Regions from separate parts of the Mus musculus genome. Here all the other regions are linked to region 2. Evidence: chromatin contacts called from public promoter capture Hi-C and targeted proximity ligation data. All regions are on one chromosome and are shown on one strand. The core of a region is the stretch at or near the end of the contact, and the rest is flanking DNA. Distances in the headings are between cores, read along the strand shown. Region 1 holds the start of Abhd17b (abhydrolase domain containing 17B). Region 2 holds the start of Carnmt1 (carnosine N-methyltransferase 1). Region 3 holds the start of Psat1 (phosphoserine aminotransferase 1). Region 4 holds the start of Cep78 (centrosomal protein 78).

The links. Promoter capture Hi-C pulls out the DNA fragments that hold promoters and counts their contacts. Capture Hi-C pulls out chosen DNA fragments and counts their contacts.
Region 1: a targeted proximity ligation map of embryonic stem cells shows a contact between it and region 2, with 4 times the contacts expected there. A contact is called at or near these places in 5 of 39 promoter capture datasets (the 3T3-L1 cell line, the C10 cell line, hippocampal neurons and 2 more), 1 of 484 Hi-C or Micro-C datasets (B cells), 3 of 130 datasets of targeted methods (astrocytes, embryonic stem cells and large pre-B cells) and 1 of 9 other capture datasets (liver).
Region 3: a promoter capture Hi-C map of liver shows a contact between it and region 2, with 3 times the contacts expected there. A contact is called at or near these places in 1 of 39 promoter capture datasets (hippocampal neurons), 2 of 130 datasets of targeted methods (astrocytes and embryonic stem cells) and 2 of 9 other capture datasets (adipose tissue and liver).
Region 4: a contact with region 2 is called in a promoter capture Hi-C map of the 3T3-L1 cell line, with 4 times the contacts expected there. A contact is called at or near these places in 2 of 39 promoter capture datasets (the 3T3-L1 cell line and hippocampal neurons).

The regions. Positions count from the first base shown.
Region 1 is chr19:21,651,292-21,656,505 of GRCm38.p6, reverse strand. Abhd17b (abhydrolase domain containing 17B) reads right to left here and starts at 3,197. Exons shown (of 4, transcript NM_146096.3): 1 at 2,913-3,197. 1110059E24Rik (RIKEN cDNA 1110059E24 gene) reads left to right here and starts at 3,715. Exons shown (of 4, transcript NM_025423.2): 1 at 3,715-3,899. The coding sequence starts at 3,798.
Region 2 is chr19:18,666,529-18,672,065 of GRCm38.p6, reverse strand. Carnmt1 (carnosine N-methyltransferase 1) reads right to left here and starts at 1,307. Exons shown (of 8, transcript NM_026120.5): 1 at 864-1,307. The coding sequence starts at 1,066.
Region 3 is chr19:15,922,406-15,928,117 of GRCm38.p6, reverse strand. It overlaps Psat1 (phosphoserine aminotransferase 1), which reads left to right and starts at 3,059. Exons shown (of 9, transcript NM_177420.2): 1 at 3,059-3,254. The coding sequence starts at 3,195.
Region 4 is chr19:15,982,316-15,988,248 of GRCm38.p6, reverse strand. It overlaps Cep78 (centrosomal protein 78), which reads left to right and starts at 3,260. Exons shown (of 15, transcript NM_198019.2): 1 at 3,260-3,636. The coding sequence starts at 3,369. C130060C02Rik (RIKEN cDNA C130060C02 gene) reads right to left here and starts at 3,174. Exons shown (of 3, transcript NR_045355.1): 1 at 2,957-3,174; 2 at 1,617-1,742.

The DNA.
Region 1 (5,214 bases), core at 1,948-4,447, 3.0 Mb before region 2:
AGAGTGAGTGTGAGTTCCTGGACAGCCAGAGCTACACAGAGAAACCCTGTCTCGAAAAACCAAAAAAAAAAAAAAAAAAAATTAGAGAGGAGAATATAGGATCAAGAACCAACAACTGGTGATATTTTGCATACACATTTAACTATGAGAAGACATGTTGGTAGTGAGGTTGAGAACCTCAAGTTTAAGGTCAGCTTGGGCTACCGAGGGTCTCTCCCTGTCTTAAAAAACCAAGACAGTGAGACATTTTCAGAACCCTATTGTCAGACAATAGTCTTATGCAAATGCCAGAATATACTTACAGGAAGACTCCAAGGACACCATTAAGCAAGGTAATTTTGAGACTGTTGTTGCAGAGTTGGTCATAGAACATTTGTATGTAGACAGGGCAGTAAAAAACAAAACAGAAATACAGGAAGAATATGGATGAATCTTGGCCAGACTGAGAAAACAAGCTACAGAAAGATTCATACATCGTGCTCAAATAAATGTAAGACCATCAAAAATACACGCGCACGCGTGCACACACACAAACATGCACACACGTGTTCAGGTATCTAGATGCTGCTTATACGAACACTGACAGCAAGGAGTCTGGCAATTTAAGGTTAACAGTTGGTGTGGGAGAAAGAGAGTAGCATGTGGGAGAATTTACAAGACATAGGGAAAATATCCTTTTGATTTGCAGTTGTATTTCTTTCACTAGGTGAAAGGTACATGAATCCTCATGAAATTTTATGTCACCAAAATTAAACAGCTACACTGCCATTTTACAGGGACTAAAGCAAAACTGAGTATAGACAAGGCACAGAAGACTACTTCAACACCAAGAATTGAAGACAAGTCAAAAGATGTGGGTTCAAGTCTCAGTTCTTACTGTCTAACTTAAGGCTATTTAAGTAATTAATTTCTCTTGTTTTTATTTACTTAATATGTAAAAGCCAGAAAGCCAACCCCCCCCCCCCCCCACACACACACACAAGGCTGGGGTAGACAAGGCCAAGTAGTGAAGGATTCCTAACAGGGTAGGAAAGGGAGACATTATTTTGAGACTTACAAGAGAAATCACTTTAGAGTGGCAGTGAAATAAACCAACAAAGTCAGGAAACCTAAATTTCCTTGTGGACACTGCTACACACCAATACTGACACACGCAAACACGTTTATCAATTAATAAGCACCTCTAAAAACTCAGCCGGTGGGACAATTTTAAATGAGAGATTTAGATTTTGTTTTATATGTATGAATGTTTTGTCTCCATGCATATTATATGCACCAGACCTGGTGTCCATGGAGATCAGATGAATGAGGGTGTCAGGTGCCCTGGAACAGGAGTTAGCAATGGTTATGAACCACCATGTGGGTCCTACGAAGGGAACAGAGGTCCTCTGCAAGAGCAACAAGTGGCACATTTTAATAGTTCTGGATTATGAATGTGGACACGGATTCAGCCAAGAACCGCATGCCTGGGGTTGTAGATCAATTCAGTGATAGACTGTGGACTACTGAGTTTATTAAGCTACTAAAACATTATCTTGTCCCAGTACTTTACGGTAAGTCTATGCGTTGGGGTGGGCAAGAGCCTGCTTTTTCAGCTGTCGTTTTATCACAATGCAAAATGAGCGATGGTACTCAAGTAAACAAACCACTTATTAACCAGTGTATTGTACACCAAGGGACAAATTTAAAGCTTCCTAGCCTACTGAAAATCTAATCCTATCCTTGCCAATTAACCTTATTAATACTAGAGTAGGAGAAGAGAGAGAGGTCAAAATACGGTGAAGGCGCTACTAATTTCCTCCAAGATCTGAAACAGTAACGAAGGCATAGCAGATATTGTATCCATTTTCAACTTCCAACACCTTCGCCTTCTCCGTTTTCCATTGGTAAGACACCGGCACCGATAACAATGGTGATATTCAAAATACTGCATTGGCTACGAGTAGATTTATTACCCAACTGAATCCATGCGCCAAGTATATGGACACACATTCTCTAAAATAAGTGTTGATTGAAAATCCCCGTTAATGTAAACAAATATGTCAATCACAAACCGCACCTAATTAATTCTACTCAAGACTTAGTAGTTTTAGGTACTGCCCCAAGATGTCCAAAATTCTCTTTATACGCTGAAGGTTTGAAAAATGTAAATCCTAGGGATCAAGCAGTATATACTGCACAAGGAATGGAATACCTTTCATAAACTATCAGAAAAAAATTAAAGGTCACCCTTTCCGCGGGGCCCCGTTATTCTAATCCTTACCAAATCTGCTTCACATTGCCTTAAATCAGAGCAGCACTGATGAAACTAAATATCCTGCTTTTGACAGAAAAATCACCAAGATTAAGGCTCTGAACGTTTTCTTCTTTCTCTCTCTCTCTTTCTTTCTTTCTTTCTTTCTTTCTTTCTTTCTTTCTTTCTTTCTTTCTTTCTTTCTTTCTTTCAACAGAAGCGGAGGGAGGTTAAACTCTCCGAACGTCCTCCACACACTATAATTTGACACAACTTTCCTGGTTTAATATTAAATACAATTTCAAACAGAACTCTCCAACTTTCAATTCAAATCCAACCTCTCCCTCCTTGAGTTCTCAATCAGAGATGATACAAGTTCAAGCCATGGAAAGCAGCTCCCGCGACAAGCGGAGCGGGATACCCAGCTCAAGCTCCGGGCGGACTCCATCTAAAATCGAGGCTGGCGGGACCCGGACACCGAGCCGAGAGCGAGGGCCCGAAGTGGCCCAGATCCAGGGAGGGGAGCGGCGGCCCGACCCCATCTTGCGGTCCTCCCTGCGGGCGAGGAGGCCCGGGACGCACGGCTCTCCGCTCGGTAGCTCCGCTCCGAAGCCACCCGGCCTGGTCCCCAGCTCAGAGCGGCGACCCCCCGACGGCCCAGCAGCCCAGCCCCACGCACCTGCAGCTGGGCGGCCGCGGCCGCCAACGCGCTGTCCTCCGCGGGGCGCCGCCCGCCGACTCTGCGCCCGCGGCCCGGCCCGGCGAGGACGCGAAAGAGAGCTGCGGTGCCCGGGCGCGCTTCGTGGGGCCCCTCCACGCGCGTTCGCGTTCTGCTGACTAACGGCTCCGCCGCGAGGGGCGGCCGCCGCCGGGGCTCTCCGGCCCGAGGTCCCGCGCGGCCGTGGTCGCCGTCCGCAGCGCAGGGCCGGTGCTGCCTTCTCCGCAGCCCGCCTTCCTTGGCACCTCCGAAGGCCGCCAGGCGGCGGAGCGCGCGGCCGCGGCGGGCGGGAGCTGGGAGGGCGGCGGGGGGCGGGGGGGCGAGCGGCCCGGTTCGAGCTGCTCAGTGACTGGAGGAGGGCGCCGAAGCTGACCCGGGCTCCGGGCTGCAGGCGATCAGGGCACCGGCCTCGCCCACCTTCCACCAATCACAAACTGCGCAGCGGAGTCGCTACGCTACGGAGCCGGGAGACAGGTTGGGAGCGTTCGGCAGGAGGCGGGGATTGCGGAAAAGAAGAGCCAATAGGAACGGGGAATCTCCGTCCCTCCGCCGTGATGGACAGCCGCGTTCGAGCCAATGGGGGAGTTCTAGATTCGAAGAAAGCCGGACTTGCACCTTGGGTCCGAGGAAGGCTTTCCGTGAAGCCGGTAGTCGAGGATGTGCGGCAAGGCAGAGCCGAGCGTGACCTCCCTAATGAGTCACGTGGGCCGACCTGGGGCTGGGACGGAAAGAGTAGAAGAACTTCTTCCGGGTCACTGTCCTTAGTCTCAATCTGGGGCGGGAACGTCTTTACTCTTTCCTGTAACTTAAAGGCTGCACCGATTTACAGTGCTTGAGATTTTGGTGATGAGTTCCCAGAAAGGCAACGTGACTCGGTCCCGGCCTCAGAAGCACCAGAATACGTTCACCTTCAAAAATGACAAGTTTGATAAGAGTGTTCAGACCAAGGTAGGCCCTTGCCTGTTGTTCTGACTGCCATCCCAGGGGAAAAAAAAGTGACAGAGAGAGGAAAGGGGACAGAGAGAGGAAAGGAGAGGAGTTGGCGAGCGTGGACTGCAGCCCAGTTAGTCTTGGCTGCAGTGCAATCGTGTCTCAAATATTCTTCCCACGCCCTTTCTTTGGCTTGGCTCTGTTCCGTGAATCTATCTGATGGTCAGCACATCTCAGTAGTGGCGCCGAGACTGGATAGGGCAGCTTAAATTCATCCAACCTAAGGTACCGATGGGGCGATTGACGCCTTGGATGCTCCCACCTGGATCACGCCCCCGCAATAAGAAAATGAAATGAAGGCACTCGTCCGAGTGTCTCTTTGCAGCGACTGTTTTTCCGAGAACTCCCAAACCCATAAGTTTGTAGGGAGTACGATCTTAGCGTCACTGTCCTTATCAACAAGATGTTATTTCAGTTTTGTGTTGGAGCAAACGTTTTGGCTTGTGTAAAAATGGTTGCTTGCTGTCTATACAATTAACTTAGCAGGACCTGTGTAAAGTGGAAGAAAACTCAGACTGTTTGTTACTTGAGATATGTATGACTAGTGATTCTGTGAATAGCGATCCCCTTCCCCATAACTGAATGGGGAGCGGATAAAGGCCTTTAGTCGTCCTGGAGGCCAGCTTACATCAGATAAAGTTAATATTTACAGAAACAAGAGCTCAAATTTCCTAAGTTTGTTCCTTGAAGTAATTTAGTAATTTCTGTGACCTTTAGCCTCAGATAAGAAATCTGATAGGATTATTCGGAAGCTAACAGAAGAGTAACTAGTCTGGGACATAACAGGTGGTCAGCAGGTGATTACGTTTAAAACATTAAAAAGGCAATCCATAGTAACTTGTACTCTGTCTTTCTCTTTCATTGTTTCTCAGATATTTAATAAATACCTTTCACGTGCAGGGTTCTAGACCCCTGGTAGACAGTGTTCAAAACTATTGATTCTGCCTTTACGGAGCTTGTAATTGTCTGAGTAATATGGACAGTCAGTCAGCAGATGGATCTGTAATTACAAATTTCAATAGAAGTTGCTAAAGGGAAAGGCAGTTCAGTGAAGAATAAAAAAAAATAGTTTAAGCAGGGCCCTCAGACCACATTAGCAGACACTCGTCCATAAACCTGCTTTTCCTGTATTTTAGAAAAATATTATGGAGAGAAGTTGGTAAAGAAAATGGATTAATCCACAATTTGGCCCGAACAGCAGTGGGAATAGTAAAGTATAATTTCCTCCCACTGCTCTGTAGCCATCTTAAAATCTGTGGAGAGCCTTGAAAGT
Region 2 (5,537 bases), core at 58-2,557:
GTTCCACACACCTGCCATACCTGACACTCTGTAACCATCAGATCCTAAATAACTGTTCAATTCAAAACAGTAACAAAGTAATAGAACCACCGCGCAAGACTGATTAGGGCTGTTGGGGGAGTGTCCTCTTTTGCCACTATGTTTTATTTTTAAAATAGAGCTTCAACAGCATTGCCAAACACAGTGCCATAAAAGTAAGGTTCGTCCTTGCCCTCGATGGGAGTCAGACCTGGGCAAAGAGTTACATATATAAACAACTGTAATACAAATAGCAACAGAGTACCACCTAGGTTGGTTTGATCCGCACACGAGGTCACGCTCATCTCTCTGGTTCTAACCACAGGTTCAGAACACAGTGGACTGTGTCGCTTACGGATATAAATGTACTAACTCTCCTTGCCCAAAACCCCGGGTGCACGAAGACGCGAACAGATCTGTACTTGGGCATTCTCATTGGGCTATCTGAACACCTATCCAGACCATATGTAGAAGTTAGGAAGCTGCGATACGAATGGAGAGCCTACAGAAGAGTCCCACAACCATGCCTAGCCCACGAGAGGAATTCCGTACTTACTCGCAGACCACAAGAACATAAAGCCGGCTCCGGTGCCCGCTCTCTTTTTTCCTTACCAAGATGCACATTTTGCAACTCCGGGATCTCTTCCTCCCTCCACCATCCGGTCAGAGCCACTCGGCAGCACCGTTCAGTTCTCTACAAAAAGTGCACACTCGCTCCGGCGGCTCCGGGTGAGGTGGGAGGCAGCCCCACGGGACCGCCCGCGCGCAGGTGACCGCGGGCTCCGCGAACCAGCCACGAGGCGGGCCCCGAGACTGCGGCGTGCGGGCGGGCGGGCGCGCCTTACCCGTAGTAGCGGAACGCGTTGATGACCTTCCAGAAGTGCTCGCGCTCCAGCCGCTCCTCGTCCTCGGCGGTGCCGCGCGCCGGGGGCCCCGCAGGCGCGGCCGAGCCCAAACGCCCGGCGGAGAACTGCACCTCCACGTCCTCGCTTCGCCCGCCGTCCTGGGCCGGTTGAGACGCGGGCGGAGCGCGCTGTCGTCGCTGCATCGCCGCCGCGGCCCACGGCGTGACCCGCCTGCGCTTCCCGGCTCCCGAGTGCGTGGTGGCGAACGGCCGGGCCTCCTCTAGACGGCGCCGGCCGCGGCCGAGGCCCCCGCTCGCGGCACGCCCCGCCCCCGCCGCCCTCAGGCCTCCATTCGCGCTGCGCTCCGCCAGGGTTTCGGGACCCGCGCACGCGCCGACGACCAGGCTAAGGCCGCGGCCGCCCGCGTTCATTCGCTGCCGGGCTTCCGCTACGACGCGCTGACGTCCGAATACGCTTAGAGGGCGGGGTCTAGGGCCAGCTGGAGGAGGAGCTCCTTTGCTGGGGGCGGTGCTAGAGCAGCAGGCACCAATGAGAGCCAGTGGGCGGGGCCACGAATCTGGCCCGCTGGAGTGGGACGGGCTCTGAGGCTGGAAAGGAAGGGCAAGAGAAAGAAAAAGTGGGTTTTCAGGAATTGATTTTGAATGTTTTAACTTTAGAAACTCAAAAAGGCAAGGTCTTAAGTTAGCCCTTGAAACTCGTTTTCTAAGTGGATTCCCTTTAAGCACCCATGAAGGCACAATTAAGAGTGCTTCAGGGAAAAGTCCAAGTTGCAGAATCAGAAGACATTCCATTAGCTGGGAGATGAACCAGAGTCAGTGTTTCCAATCAAACCTTCAGAAAACTGAGAAGCAAGCCCTGAAGGTTTGTGAGCTGGTCGCTCGTCTTGTAAATTCACTCCACAATGACATCAGTGACCTCCTTGCTCAGGATGTCATGGCTATGGGAATAGTTACTGGCAGCATAGCATCTTCCTCGCCTGTGATGAGCTACTCGAGATAGAAATGTAGCAGAGCCCCAGATCTTAGAAGGCCCTGAGACCTTAGCTCACCTGAATCTATGATGAAGTGCCGTTAAGGCTGTAAAACTCAGCACACAGACAGCACCACTGCCAAAGTAAAACAAAGGCTGAATCCATCAAAGTCCATAGCTCCGGGGAAGTCTGTAAATGTACTTGCTTTTTAGCTCTTGGACGTCTGCTTCTGGCTACCTGTTCTTGCTAACTTTAGTGTGTCAACCCAAAACATAATTTTTGTGTATAAAGGTCATCCTGCAAGAGGCTCACTGCTACACTGGGATCCCGAACATCCGGTGTCGTCAATGGCCGGCTAATCGAGCTTTCCATTGGCTTAAACCCATGTCTGAACAGTCCTCTCTGGTGGACACCTCACAACAGAAGAACTGACAGTAGGCGTTAGTGTGATCTTCATCCGTGACTGAGTTCCAATTCTACAAACACTGCTCTGAGCCCTTGCCTCTTGCCAGTGCCTGTCTCCCCAAATAAGGTGAATAGGGTCTTCTCAACAATGGCCCTGTCACTTGGTATCTTGTCATAAAACTGGATACCATGTCCCAGGAAGTAGAGCCCTCAGCAGGGATTGCCCATCTGGACTCCAGTCTTGTCAAAGTGGATACATACAGATGCTCTCATAAACCTGAGACTGGTAGCACTCTGTGCCAACAGAGGAATTAGAGGATGGTGTTTCAGTCTCTCTCTCTCTCCCCCCCCTCCCCCGCCCTCTGTGTGTGTGGCGGGGGGGGGGGGGGGGGGGGGGAAGGTGTAGAATCTCACTATGTACTCCTGGCTGGCCTAAAACTCAAGAGATCCCATCAGACAGTAATGGCTCACCTTTAATCCCAGCATTTTGGGAAGGCAGAGGCAGGCAGCTCTCTGTATGCTCAAGGCCAGCATAGTCTACAGAGCTAGTTCCAGGGCAGCCAAGACAACACAAAGAAATCCTGTCTTGAAAAACCAAACAAAAACAACAGACAAAAAAGTCAGAGATCCACCTGCTCCTGTCTCCTGAGTGCTGGGATTAAAGACTTGTACCACCCGGGCGTGGTGGCGCAGGTCTTTAATCCCAGCACTCGGGAGGCAGAGGCAGGTGGATTTCTGAGTTCGAGGCCATCGTGGTCTACAAAGTGAGTTCCAGGACAGACAGGGCTATACAGAGAAACCCTGTCTTGAAAAACCAAAAAAAAAAAAAAAAAAAAAAAAAAAAGACTTATACCACTCCCTCAGTGATTTAAGACTGACAAACTAACATAGTTCAAACATCTAATGAAGAAAGCAAAGGAGTACAAATGTAATCTCTTTATCCTGTTCCTAGTCACCTATACTTCATATCCAGACACAATCCACCCCACTTCATTTGTTCTTCCAGATTTTCTAATTCCCATTTTTCTTCACTAATGTTTGGAAATTATGTGTAAATCCTTATAGTTTTAGCCATTACTAGTTCTGCTTACACACACATACAATATCATACTATGACACAGGCCAGAATGGCCTAATTGACACAGTTCAGAATGTCATGGGTTACAACAATCACTTACCCAGTTTTTAACATCCTTGGGAATGTATCAAACATTTTGAAATTCTTTATGGAAAGAATTGCTACACTCTGTTAATAGTGCAGCCTTTAAGGATCTGTGTTGTCAAGGCGTTCAGGTGTAAGCATGTTTCAGTAAATCTCTAACCTAAATAAACCCGGGCAATGAAAACACGACTTAGTTAATATGAATATATGCTGTGTGCTTAGGACGGGCAGATCTCCTGCTACACTACCATCTTCCACATCATCGAGCCCCCTTAGAACTTGCGGTTTCTCCAGGCCAGGTGCGTCTGCTCCACTTTTTCTTCTTCTTCCTCCTCCTCTGTCCTCCTCTGTCCCTCAGCCCCCTCTCTTTCTTCCAAAACCTTCAGCTCCATCTTCCCCTCTTTCTCTGCCCAATCACTGGCTCTAGTCTTTATTTATAAATTAAGGTGGGAAGCAGGTTTACAGGAAATCACCTGAGTGCTGACTCATTCCTTATCTGCAGCCCCCCCCCACAGGAGAACAGAATTAACATCAAATACAATTAACCCCAGTGCTATCCGCAACATAAACCCAGCAGCTGTTTGCACATGAGGAAACCTATGGTTAGCATGGGGCCATAGCAGCAAGTTTCTGGCACTGTCCTACCTACTCAAGATGCACACGTACATTTGTTAGTCCTCCTATGGACTCTGACTGTGCTTATATTAGATTACGATGCAATCTAACACCATTTACATTTTCTTCAATAGTCCCCCCCACTATTTTATTTCCTCCATTCTTTATTTTCTTTATCAAGTAAAGGAGCAGATTCAGACAAATCAATTTTCCTGCCTTGGACACATGAGCCACAAGGGTGACCTTCTTCTCCTGCTTCCTGTCTTTCTGCCTCTTTCGGGAATGTGCTGTCTTCTGCTTTTGACACTTCTGAGCTGAAGGCCACTGGGAGCCACTGGAAGTAGGGTTTCTCCTTTTCCTGTTGCCACTTAACAATTCTACTACTTGTTGGGAAAGTGACTTTGACTTATTTGTAGAATGGACACAATATCTTTCTTCCAGTGTCACTGGGATAAATGAATGAAATCGAGTAAGACAGGCTGGACCTGTGACCCCAGTAAATAGGTTTTCTTGTCTCTTTTCAGAGCCTTTTAGAATACATCGTGGGTTTTTTTTTTCTTTCTTTCTTTCTTTACTTTCTTTAAAAGTATTGTCCGTAAGACTACCTTGACCTAACCTTTTTGCAATAATTTTCCCCTGTGGGAATCTTCCCAAAACATGAAGCCATGGGGGCTGAGGGCTATGGAATGTTGTCCTCAGGAGGTCAAGTCCAGGCATAACCACAAAGCACAGCCCTAGCCTCTCCAGTTATTCCACAGAGCAGCTAAGTAAGCATGTAAAGGGTTGATGATGAGAATGTGAAGCGACAGGCCTCCTGCTCAGAGTACAGAGAAGCAGGATGCACGACCTCCAAATTCTGCATCTACTGAGCCAGAAAACTTGCATCGATTAGTTACGTGAAGCAGATTCATTATGTACAGATGGGCAGCGAGGATCAGTGGAAGCCTGGAAGTCATGATGAGTGGGTCCTGCCAGTGCCCAGAGAGGCTGCCATCTCATCTGTGCACGTGTCATTTACATAACATCTGAGGGCCACGGAAAGAGACCACCCTAGGTTTTAGATCCTGGGACTGCACACTGGGCTAAACTATTGAAGACCATTCTGTTTTCTAGGGAGCAGGAACAGAGAAACCAGGCTTACTTCAGAATGTGAGTTCCCAGCCGTCTCATTATTCTTAAACACCAAAGGTGAAGGCTGGAGAGATGGCTCCGGAGGTAAGAGCATTTTCTGTTCTTGCTGCAGGACCTGAATTTAGTTCCCAGAACCCACATGATGGCTTCAACTGTCTGTAACTGCAGTTAGTGAGGATCCAATGCCCTCTTTTGACATAGATACACATAAAATGCTTTTTTATTATTTTATTTTTTAAGAAATACAAGTGAGAAAGGGGTGGGATCTAGGTCTGCCTAAGATCACGAGGACAACTCTTCAGCAGATGCTCTAGTAGTTTCTTACAAAACCAAACACACACTCACCATACAGCATATATGCATAGACAGG
Region 3 (5,712 bases), core at 1,810-4,309, 2.7 Mb after region 2:
AGAGGTGGGTGTCAAGTCTCCTGGGACTGGAATTAGAGATGGTTCTGAACTGCCATGTAGTGGGTCCTGGGAATTAAATTCGGGTCTTTGGAAGAGCAGACAGTTCTCCAGTTCTCTTAACCACTGACTCGGCTCTCCAGCTCTATATTCAGTTTCTTGATCCTCATTAAGCAAACCGCATGCAGTGTGGGAAACTTGATTTTCTTCCCTGTCCTTCTATCCTGCCTCATCCCCATTCACTCTCTGGGACTGGACTTGGGTTTAGAGCTCAGAGAAAGCAAACACTGTTCTAGTAGATTAACTCACACACACTCTCTCTCTCTGATTGTTTAAAACCACTATATTACATAAAACAGTGGGTATTGTTGAATCTATTTATCTGGTTTAAGGCCTGGGAATGAAACTGTTCATTTATGCAATTTTCTTTTCCTCTTTTCAAAATTCTTTTCTTTTCTTGTTTTTATTGTTGTTTAAGATTTATTTGTTTTATGTATGTGAGTAAACTGTCACTCTCTTCAGACACATCAGAAGAGGACATCAGATCCCAGCACAGATGGTTGTGAGCTACCATGTGATTGCTGGGAATTGAACTCAGGACCTTGGAAGAGCAGTCAGTGCTCTTAACCACTGAGCCATCTCTCCAGCCCTTCTTTTCTTGTTTTTAAAGACCAAGTTGTTGCAGGATATTGGATCTCACTGTGAACCCCGGAGTTTGTATTATTTACTGAAATAACTTGTTTCCAGTGTGGTGTGGTTCATCCCTTAGTATACACTTTTAATCCCAAAACAAGGAAGGGAGTAAAGTTAAAACTAAAAGTTAGCAAACCAAAAAGTAAAGTAAAATTAAAACTAAAAGCTGGTTTATAGAAGGAAGCAGCCATGTTTGAAAGTGCTGAGTGGCAGACAAAGTGATGAATCAGAGAAAGATTTGACAGAGGAGAATATGTTCAACTCTTTTTTTTTTTTTTTTTTTTTTTTTTTTTGGTTTTTCGAGACAGGGTTTCTCTTTATAGCTCTGGCTGTCCTGGAGCTCACTTTGTGGACCAGGCTGGCCTTGAACTCAGAAATCCGCCTGCCTCTGCCTCCCGAGTGCTGGGATTAAAGGCGTGCGCCACCACGCCCGGCTCCATATGTTCAACTCTTACAAGGAGAGGAAAGAAAGCTACTAAAGAGAGCAGAGAGGAGAGGAGAGGAGAGGAGAGGAGAGGAGAGGAGAGGAGAGGAGAGGAGAGGAGAGGAGAGGAGAGGAGAGGAGAGGAGAGGGACTGGGAGGGAGAGAGAAAGGAGGCAGTCTTATTGGGACAGTTGTACAGTGACAGGTTGAAGAGAAAACAAGCTAGATACAGGTAAAGACAGAACAAGCCAGGGAACGAGGAGCCAGGAGATTAGAGTAGGTTGCCAAGTTAGTATGAGGCCAAGCAGAGAATTTCAGGAGAGCTTGAGAAAGAAACAAGATAGAATCACCTGGCTTGAAGAGGAGTTTTGAGCCAGAACAGCGGAGTTGAACCAGCCAACAAGAATTTGGAAAGAGCCAGAAAATGTGAGCGTATTGAGCAGTAAATCTCAGAGGCTGAAAATTTTATGGGTCTAGATTAGATTATACAGAGGCCAGAAGCTTCCAGGACTAGGCCTAAGTTAAGCTCCAGACAACAGTTAAATCAGGTGAATAAAGTTTACCAAGTTCCTTTGTATAGTCCTGGCTGTCCTGGAATTTGCTCTGTAGATCAGGCTGGCCTTGAACTTAAGGCTTACCTCTACTTCTACCTCCCCAGTAAGACACCGCCTATCTCCAGCTATGTAAGTTTTTAAACTAAGGTGCTGAAGAAGGCCGTGGACCTGGCTTTATTCGGCCTTTTCTAACAATTTTGCTCTACTACTCCCAGACTCAAAGCAGTGTTTCTGTTCACAGCCACACCCCTTCTACAGGTTATGGGAAACAAACAAGAGCCCAAATGCTCAAAGGCTGAATTGCACGCCTGTCAAACTGAGGCCACAGATGCGGAGATCAGCATTAACGCTCAGTAGGCACGGTGCCTATTCCTGCCATCCATTGTACAAAAGAACTTGGGAAAATGTTTTCATAGTAAAGGAATCTGGGTGAAACTGCAAAGTAGAGGGAAAAATGCTTTTAAAATGTTCTGGACTTCAAAAGAACTACCCTAGCATAGAAGGGGCCTTCTTGTTCCAGAATCTCAAGCGAGCCTCCAGCACAACTCCTTTGAAAAGGGAACTTGTGTGGAAAAGTTTGAACAGATGTGGCACTGTGCCCAGCTCGGCTCAGGGCCACATTCCTCCGGCCCTGACTATATTGTGCTCCCGTTAATACCTCCTCACAACTTGAGGACCTCCTGCACAAGAGCCAACATTCAGGTTCCTGCTCCTCAGTTCATGAAAGAGATAATGAGAGAACAGAGACTCAGCGACTTGAAAGAGGCTGTCCGCGATGAGGGTGGGGGTGGCGGTAGGGGTGGGGTGGGGCTGCCCCCAAAGTTCGTAGCCACCCGTGGGGCAGTGAGCTAGAGCGCAAGTGCAAATACAAAGGCTTCGTATGTGATTTTTGAGACAGGGACCCTCCACGTAGTGTGGCTGGCCTCCACGTAGCTATCCTCCTGATTTACCCTGCTGGGATTATCAGGTGCACCAGGTCACAATCCTATGACCGCACTCTTCAACCATTTCTACACGCTGCACCTCCTTCTTTGAGTGTCCTGTCTCTACGTCGGAGTGTCTGTGAGGGTCTTAGGAAAGTCCGGTGAACAGTGGGGACTGGCTCTGGGACAAATGCAGCATAGCCCAGCTCAGCTGGAGGTGGGCCAGGAGCAATGGGTTTGCGCGCCACCTCGAAGTTGTTCAGAGGCCAGGGCAGGGGACTCTGCGCCCAGAGGTGCGCGAAGGCAGAAGGCACCTCGCCACGCGGGTGGCTGGTGCAATCCCCTGCTCTCTTGCGTTGACCGCTAAAGCCGATTGAAATTCTAAACTCCAGGAGGAGTTGATTGATCGTAGACTCCGATAGTGAGCGTGGCCAATAGGGAGGGGAGCTTCTGAGCGAGAGCCAATCAGTGAGCGGCCTGAGACAGCGAACCAATGGAGCGCCGACTCAGCAGGCTGAAGCCCGCTCTGCCTTTGCATCCGGAGACGCGGGCTGTTCGCGTGGTCTCTGCTCCTGCCACTTCCCCTGCTGTCGCCTTAGCACCATGGAAGCCACCAAGCAAGTGGTTAACTTTGGGCCCGGGCCTGCCAAGCTGCCACACTCGGTAAGGTGGCTGGGGTTTGGTCGGAGTGCGGGCATCGGGATGTGGGGCGTCGGGATGCGGGTGTTGAGATACAGACAGCGGTGAGCAGGGATGCCGCCGTGGAGAGATAGTTGCTGAGGCCGAAATGCGCTCCTGTGCACAGACGCGGGCGTTCACTTCCAGCCGGCCTCCTGGTGGCGTGGCCTCTGCGGCTCCCGCGTGCACAGGCGAGCGTAGGAGTGTGAATGAATGGGCGGTCGGGGCGGCACGTTTCCTTCCGGGGAGCGCAGGCTAAGCTCCGGGCGCTGGGAGCATAGTCCTCAGAACTCGGAAATTGAAAGCTGCCGGCTTCTCCCTCTTCGCCTCCACCGAACCCACCCAGCCCTTAAGCCTTTCTCCTGGAAACCTGCCTGTCTCCTCAGACTCTGAAAGGCTTTGGTCTGTTTGGCCAAGTTCCATTCACTTGATCGGTGTGTCATCCCGTCCCATCCTGCACGGGTTCCTCCCGCACCCCAGCTGTGCGGAATGAGATGCCTCTCGTGGCCGGGAGCCCATGGACCAGCTGTCCAAGCTGCTATCTGGTAACCGCTTGCCACAGCTCGCAGGCATGGCCAAGAATTGTACAATTATCTTTTGTTGAACCCTGGCGATCTCCCCGGGACACCACGGTCTCTGTTGGGGTAGAAACAGGATAGTGTGAGAGAGGGAAAGACGCCTTTCTTTTGTAGGGACAGCGACACAAGCTGAGAACAGGGCTTTTTCTGCAGCCATTGCAGTTCATCTTACATGACGGTCTTTGGTAGAACTGTGGGACCTTCTGGGAGATCTCCCCCACCCCCATCCCTCTCTGTTTTGGAAAGCTCTGGGTTTTTTGTTTGTTTGTTTGTTTGTTTGTTTTGTTTTGTTTTTGCCAGGTTAGGTAAGGCAGTGTCTCTCAGTACAGGCTAGCCTAGAATTTACTTTGTACCGCACGCTGGTTTTGAACTATTCCTGCCTCCACCTCCCAAGAGAGCAGTGTCTTACTTAGGGTTACTATTGCTGTGATGAAACACTGTGGCCAAAAGCAACTAGTGGAAGGAAGGGTTTATTTCACTCACAGTTCCCTATAACAGTTCATTATCAAAAGCAATGAGGACAGGGACCTGGAGGCAGGAGCTGACGCAGAGGCCATGGAGGGGCGCTGCTTTCTGGCCTGCTCTCCGTGGCTTTCTCAGTCTTTATAGCACTCAGGATCACCAGCCCGGGGGTGGCACCGCCCACAGTGTCAAGTTGACAAAAATAGTCAGCATGTAGGAATTACAGGCATGTGCGATTAACTTCAATGTAGTAAGCCTTCTTGATTTAGTTTCGAAGCTTTCAAAATTCATGTATGGGTGTGTCTGTGTGTGGGTGTGTGTACGCGCATGGGTCAAGTGCCTGAGGAAGTGACTTAGAGGTGGTTGTGAGCTAGCTGATGTGGGCTCTGGAGCTCCAACTGCAACTCCTGGAAGAGCAGTCTGTGCTTGTCCCAGCTGAGCCATCTCTTCCATGACTTCTCCGGCCATCATTTAAAGGAAGGCACTTGGAAAAATTCACTGCTGGAGTAAACCTCTTGTAAATCTTAAGCTCCAGGGTATCGGAGGTCTTCTGGCTTCAGAGGGTAGATGTACAAATAAATGAATACTAAGATAAATTAAAAAAAAGACTGAAAATAAGTTCAAAGATGGTTTCAGATAGTAGGGGGACGGGATCTGGTAGAGCTCCTGCTTGCTGTTTGCTGAGGCAGGTCCTGTTTAATCCTGTTGAACGCACAAAACCCAAGACTCTGTCCCAGGTGCTTCTTTTAATAGGGATGTGTTCACTGAAATTTAACTTGAATGTTTTTGATTTATATATATGTGTGTGTGTGTGTGTATCATACTCCTACATATATAAAAAACTAAGATTCTGTTTTTGTTGCAGGTGTTTCTTTTAGAATATGAATGTATAAACTAAAATTTACTCAAATTGTATATATATACACACACACTATATATATATATACACATACATATTGAGATAAACATATATTACACACACACATGGCCAGTGCAGTTTCAACATAAAATTTAATGATATCTTGTTCTCTCTTTCTCTCTACCTCTCTCTCTTTTTAAGCTAGATTAGCAGGATAGGATTTGTACCCTTGTCAGTCTTCTACAGGTTTAAGTTACCGAACTCCTATCTACGACAGTTCTTAAATGGTATCTCTTCTTGTTTGTTTGAGATAAGGTCTCATTATATAACCCTGGCTGACCTGTTACTAATTATTTAGACCAAGCTACCTTCAAACTCAGATATCTGCTTACTTCTGCTTCCCAAGTGCTGGGATAAAGGCTCCTGTCAGCACACTGGGCCTTAACTAGTGTCTCGATGGCATCTACCAATTAGATTCTTTCTCACAGCGAGCGTCTCACAGTGTCTTTTGCACTTGGTGTTTAATTTTAGAGCATTTATTTAT
Region 4 (5,933 bases), core at 2,011-4,510, 2.7 Mb after region 2:
GGTGGGGCAAACGTGTGAAGGAAAGTTTTGTTAAAGTGGACAGATGTCAAAGGCTAAGGCGGACTCAGACACAGGAGAGAGGATGTTCTGCTAAAGTAAGTATGTGAAAGGACACGTGATAGAGGATTCTTTGCTAACAACACACATGTATTGGTCCACCTTATGTTGCAGAGTTGAGCTGCATTTATCAGAAATCCATAGAGAGAAACACACCAAAAAACTTCCAGTGGTGTGCTGTAGTTTGTTGCCACTTCCAATGACTCTAAGGCAAGACCCATGCTGAGGCAAGACACGTGGAGGACATGTGATGTTTGGAGGGTATAAATAGGACTCCACAGAGTGAGAGACAGAGTTTGGTTGGCTGGCACAGCCTTTGTGCAACGCTTGTGGGTCTCCCATCTTCACTGATCTTCACTTCTCCAAGAGACACAGTTGAGAACTTCTGGTCTCCCTCCAGGTCCCTCCTGCTGACTTCAGTCAAGGCTGAGGCCTGGCTGTCTCGGCTAGGTTATGTCACCACTATTGCTAACCGGACTCTACTGAATTGGACTGCTGGTGTATCCGTGAAGTGTTTGTGAGTAGATCAAGCTGTCACTGCCTGCTAACCTGTGAACTGAACTGCTGATTTCCAAGAAAAACAGACAGGAATTGCTTCAAAGAACCTTTCTAAACAGGTCTAGGTCCCCCGTACCCTTTCTATTTCACCCTGTATCTGGTGGGTGGTGGGTTACATGGAAGGTTAAAGCATTTAAGAACCATCATTAAAAATAAGATTTGAAAAAAATTAAAGGTGCAGGAAAGACTATTGGAAACTTCCAGCAATGCTTTGTGTTCAGAGAAGTCAGGAAGAAGTGCAGCAAGAAACAAGACAAGAGGTATTCCAATGATGAAAGCATCTAACTGCTAAGCTAAAGGACACAGATCTGAGAACTCTCTGGCTTTCCACTTAGGATGGACAAGCAGAAAGATGAGAGAGACTGAAAAGGGACTGGCAGAACACAAAAAATTAACTTCAACAAGGACAGGGAGAGGAAGGTTTAAGAAAATGATGGACAGCTACATTAAGAAAATAAATGAATTATACAAAATTCTCCACCATGTATCAACATGGACGAACCTAGCAAAAAGAACAGTAACTAGGAAAAATTTGCTAGAGGGCCATGTACAAATGGCAGAACTATTAAGACACCCACTGCAGAGAGGCACAGAAGGCTTGGTGACACAGTTGTCTCGGTGTGGAAGAAGACCGTAGTTGTGATAGAGAGAATGGCTCCACAAGGCTCCCAACAGAAATGGTGATGTTTCCTCCCAAGCTAGGTGGTGGGTAAACTAACTCACTATTTTACTTTAAATATTGTACAAAAAACTCACTGTCCATAGCTAGGAAATCTTAGTGGAGTGGGTGGTGTCTGTAGTGTTGAAAAAAGGTTGTAGAACTCAGTTAGTGGGAGAGGAATGTTATGAACACAGTGTCTAAAGCTTGATTGGAGACTGTCATTGTTCTAGAGACTGGATACAAGTTCAGGACATCTGGCTAGTTCTCAGGATTTATGCTAACTGCACAATTCATCACTTTGCACATCTGTAAAGCAGATATGTAACAGTATATTTCTTACGGGGAAAGGTGGAACTCTATTTAAACTGACTGGCTGAATGTAGTGGCTCCTTCCTATAATCCCAGCACTCAGGAAGCTGAAAGAAGATGACGAAGTCCAGAAGAGGCCAGGCTACGTAGCAAGACACTGTATCAAAGTAAAATAAAATAAAATAAAATAAAATAAATAAACAATGCTACAGAAATAAAAAGTACTAGTTATCAGTGTTAGCCACAATCTTCATCATCCATCCAAAAGAAACAAAAGCCAGAATAGAGCCTTCCATTTACGAGAACACTTCGCAGTTACCAATGACAGACTAAAAACAACAAACTTATGTTTTAAAAGAAGTGAATGAGGACACAAAAGACTTAACTGTGGACATTTAGCCTGTCATTCATAATGTCTCTTGAATATAGTATGCCTTATAAACAGAAAATCAAACTCATACCTCAGGAATTTATAAATGTGCTTTAAAGTATTTCAGAGAAATGGCTTAGCACTTAGGTGCACTTAACTGCCCTTCCAGAGGACTGGGTTCCATTCCCAGCACCTATGGTGGGTGGGTCACAAATGTCTCAAATGCCTATAACTTCAGGTCCAAGGCATCTGACGCCCCTTTCTGATATCCCTAAGCACTGTGTACACGTGTCACTCACACACACACACACACACACTGAATAAAAATATAAGCAAATCTTTTACAAATGTAACTGAAATGGTGGCTAGAGACAGCTCTTCTTTCAGAGGCTCTGAGTCTGGTTCCCAGCACCTACACTGACTGGCTCACTACCACCTGTAACACCAGTTCCAGAGGATCTGATGCCTTCTTCTGGTCACTCTGGACACTTGCACACAGATAGCATACAGGCACGTACCCATAAATAAATCCTTAAAAAGAATAAAACAGACTGATGTATTTATTACCCAGAGTTCACTTTGTTTCTGCTCAAAGTAATTCATTTTAATGCATAACTAAATAACATGACATAGGGAATAAAATAGCTCAACTTAACCACTGCTGAGTGAATCCCAAGTTCACTTTCCATAGCTATTATGCTCAATGTTACTAACTCTGTTAAAATCATTAATAATAAAACCGTAATGAAATTATGGTCTCTCTGTGATACAGGAGTCGTCTTCGAGTTTATTTAGAGTACTAACATTGAAAACTAGTAAGAGTTCGAGGCCAACCTAGTCTACAAAGTGAGTTCCAGGACAGCCAGGACTGTTATACAGAGAAACGTTGTCTCAAACAACACATAGAGAGATAGAGAGGGAGAGAAATATCCACCATCAATGGAGGATACTAAGCTAAACTCTAGCTTTGCCTAACCCAAAGAAGAGAGGAAGGAAGCCACCTGGTTTGCATACGTGTTGGGAAATTCTTCTTGTGACTTCTCTCGGTGAGGAAGCATAAACAGTTGAGCGCTTCTAACAGTCTTCTCGAGGCTAAACCCGCTTCTCAGTTCTCAGGTCAAGCCCGGTTCTCAGGTCGTCACTCCATTGCACCTCACTTTTGGTACCCAGAGGCGCGCTCACTGCAGAGCATCTACTCGCCTCCAGCTGATGGCGCGTTGGACGTAGCGAGCCCGGGTGGGCGTGGCCCGCGCTCTGACGCACAGCGAGCGCGCCGACGCATGCGCACGTCGCCCGCGGGAGCTCGCCGGTGACTAGAACGGCGGCGGCGGCTCCCAGAGCGGGCGCTAACCGCCCGAGGCGTGGCGGGAGGCGGCGCGGGGCGGCTGGTGGAGGTCCCCGGGGTTGCCGGTCATGATCGACTCGGTGAAGCTCCGGCGCGACTGCGCGGCCGACTTCTTCTCGCACTACGAGTACCTGTGCGCGCTGCAGGACTCCGTGCCGCTGCCCGCCGTGCGCGCCTGCCTGCGGGACGGCGTGCTGGACTTCAATGCCGACCGGCTGCGCGCGGTGGACTGGGCACCGCTGCTCAGCACGCTCAGGGTGAACCGCGACCTGCCGCTGGTGGCCATCAAGAGCTCCTTCCAGCCGTGGCTCGGGGAAACAGTTCTGCGGTCCGGAGGTGCGAGGGTTTGGTCGGAGAAGTGGGAGCCCGGTGCAGGATCAGCCTGCGAAGCGGCCTCCACCTAGCCACAAAGGAGTTTTTGCCGCCGCCTCCCTTGCAGGTTGCCGCCTCGGTCCGTTGTCTGGAGTAGTCAAGCTAGGGAGTAGAACTCGACACTGCCCCTTATTACAGCGAGGATGACCAACTCTGCACCCCGAGGGGAATATGCGTGATAATTTAGCAAATGGTCCCTGCCCTCTCTTCTTTTAGGGGTTTAAATGTACAATCTCCCTTCATTCGTAATTGCAAGTTTAATACAGAAAAGGAGAAGGTTAAAGATGGAAAGAAAAAAATGTATAACAAAAAAATAATCAGGGACGTCTTTTTTGATTTTTAGAAAAATATTTGAGGGTTTTGCCTTCGCGTGTGTATGTGCACTATGTGTGTGCAGTGCCTGCGGAGTACAGAAAAGGGGGTAAGAGGTCGGAGTCCATATGTGAACCACCATATGGATGCTGGGAACCGAACTCGCATCCTTTGCAAGAGCAGCAAGTATGTCCAACCATTGAGCCATCTCTCCAGCCCAAGGGACTATTATTATTTGTTTCTTTTATTTATTTATTTATTTATTTATTTATTTATTTATTTATTTATTTATTTATTTATTTGAGAGACAGGGTTTCTCTGTGTAGCCCTGGCTATCTTGGAACTCACTCTGTAGACCAGGCTGGCCTTGAACTCAGAGTCTGGCCTGCCTCTGCCTCTCGAGTGCTGGGATTGAAGGCGTGCGCCACCACTGCCCGACTGGAACTATTATTTTTGACGAACCCGTTGTAAAACAGTTGACTCTGGTTATTTGCAGATAACGTATTTACAAGTTCCTTTCATTTGAATTTTTGTAACTCCCAGCCAAGTCTTTGTGGTGCTTCTATGGTCATTCATGAACACCCGCCCAGAAGCCAAAAAAAAAAAATTACCATCCAATATATATGTTCCTTACTGATTTGCATATTTGTGTGTTTGTGTATCTTAGTATTGGCGTATGTGCACACTCAGAAACAAGAAAGGGGTGTTGGGTGTCCTTTGATGGCTCTTCACCCATTTTTTAAATTTATTTTTTATTTTATTTTATTTATTTATTTTTTGAGAGAGACAGGGTCTGTTTTCTTAGTTTGGCTGGAAGCCAATAAGCCCCAACTGCTCTCTTGACTCCGCCCCTTCCATGCTGGAGTTAGAAGTCCTGCTCCTGACGCCTGGTTTATGTGGGTTCTGGGATCACGGAACTCCAGTGCAGCAAATGCCCTTAACTACTGGGCCATCCTTCCAGCTGATTTTTCACACTCCGTTTTATTTTTAGATTTGCAAATAGTTGTTTGTGTGTTTATATGTATGTGGCATGTGTGTGCACACACGTGTACGTGGCATGTGTACACATACACACGTTGTGTGCATAGAGTCTAGAGGTTGGCCCTGAATGTCTTTCAGCTTTCCCATTTGTTTACTCAGGCAGGTTCTTCTCCCCTTCCTGCCCCGCCCCCCCCCCCAGGGGACTCACTGATTCCTTTGTCTGGCTAGCTAGTTTGCCCTAGGGATCATCTTTTGTTCCTTCACAGATTACATATAGGCTTTTACTTTGCTGGCCATCCAAGTTTGGGTCCTCAACATTTTTTCCTGCAAGTACCTTTATCAGTCTGGTCATCTCAGTTCCTAATTTCCTTCTCTATCTCTTTCTCTTTCCTCCTTTCTTCCTTCTTTCCTTTCTCTCCCCCCCCCCCACCCCTTTGCTTTTTTATTTTTAAGAGTGGTATCATGTAAGGAAAACCTGTGTTGTAGGCAACCTAAGGCCAGAGTTTCATATTTTAAATTTAAATTCTCACACATATAAAATCCATTGAAACAAGCCTGTTGTGGATTCTTTGGTTAAAGCGTGTTGTGTGTGCTAAGTGTCTGCAAGTTACTATTGGAAAGGGAAGGTGTGATGAGCTAGATTTGCTAGGGGCAGATTTGAAAGTCTGGCCCTTGACTGCCATAGTAATGGCCCAGATTTAAGGAACGATGAAAGAAGATGACTTAGAGTCAAGGCAGGCCTACCTGATCATGCTAGTATTTTATGTCTAGCATAAGGCATTCTTTGCAATATTTCCATGTCTCATATCCAGTGGGTATAGGCTGTGGGTGTTAGCCTCCTAGACACGACTTGTTTCTCTCTCTCAGCTGTTTTGACTGTACTATTGAAGAAGCTCCTGGCTGGCTTTGCTGTCTTGAACTCAGTTTCCCTCTGTGTAGATGGTCTCACTTAGCACAGAACCAGCACC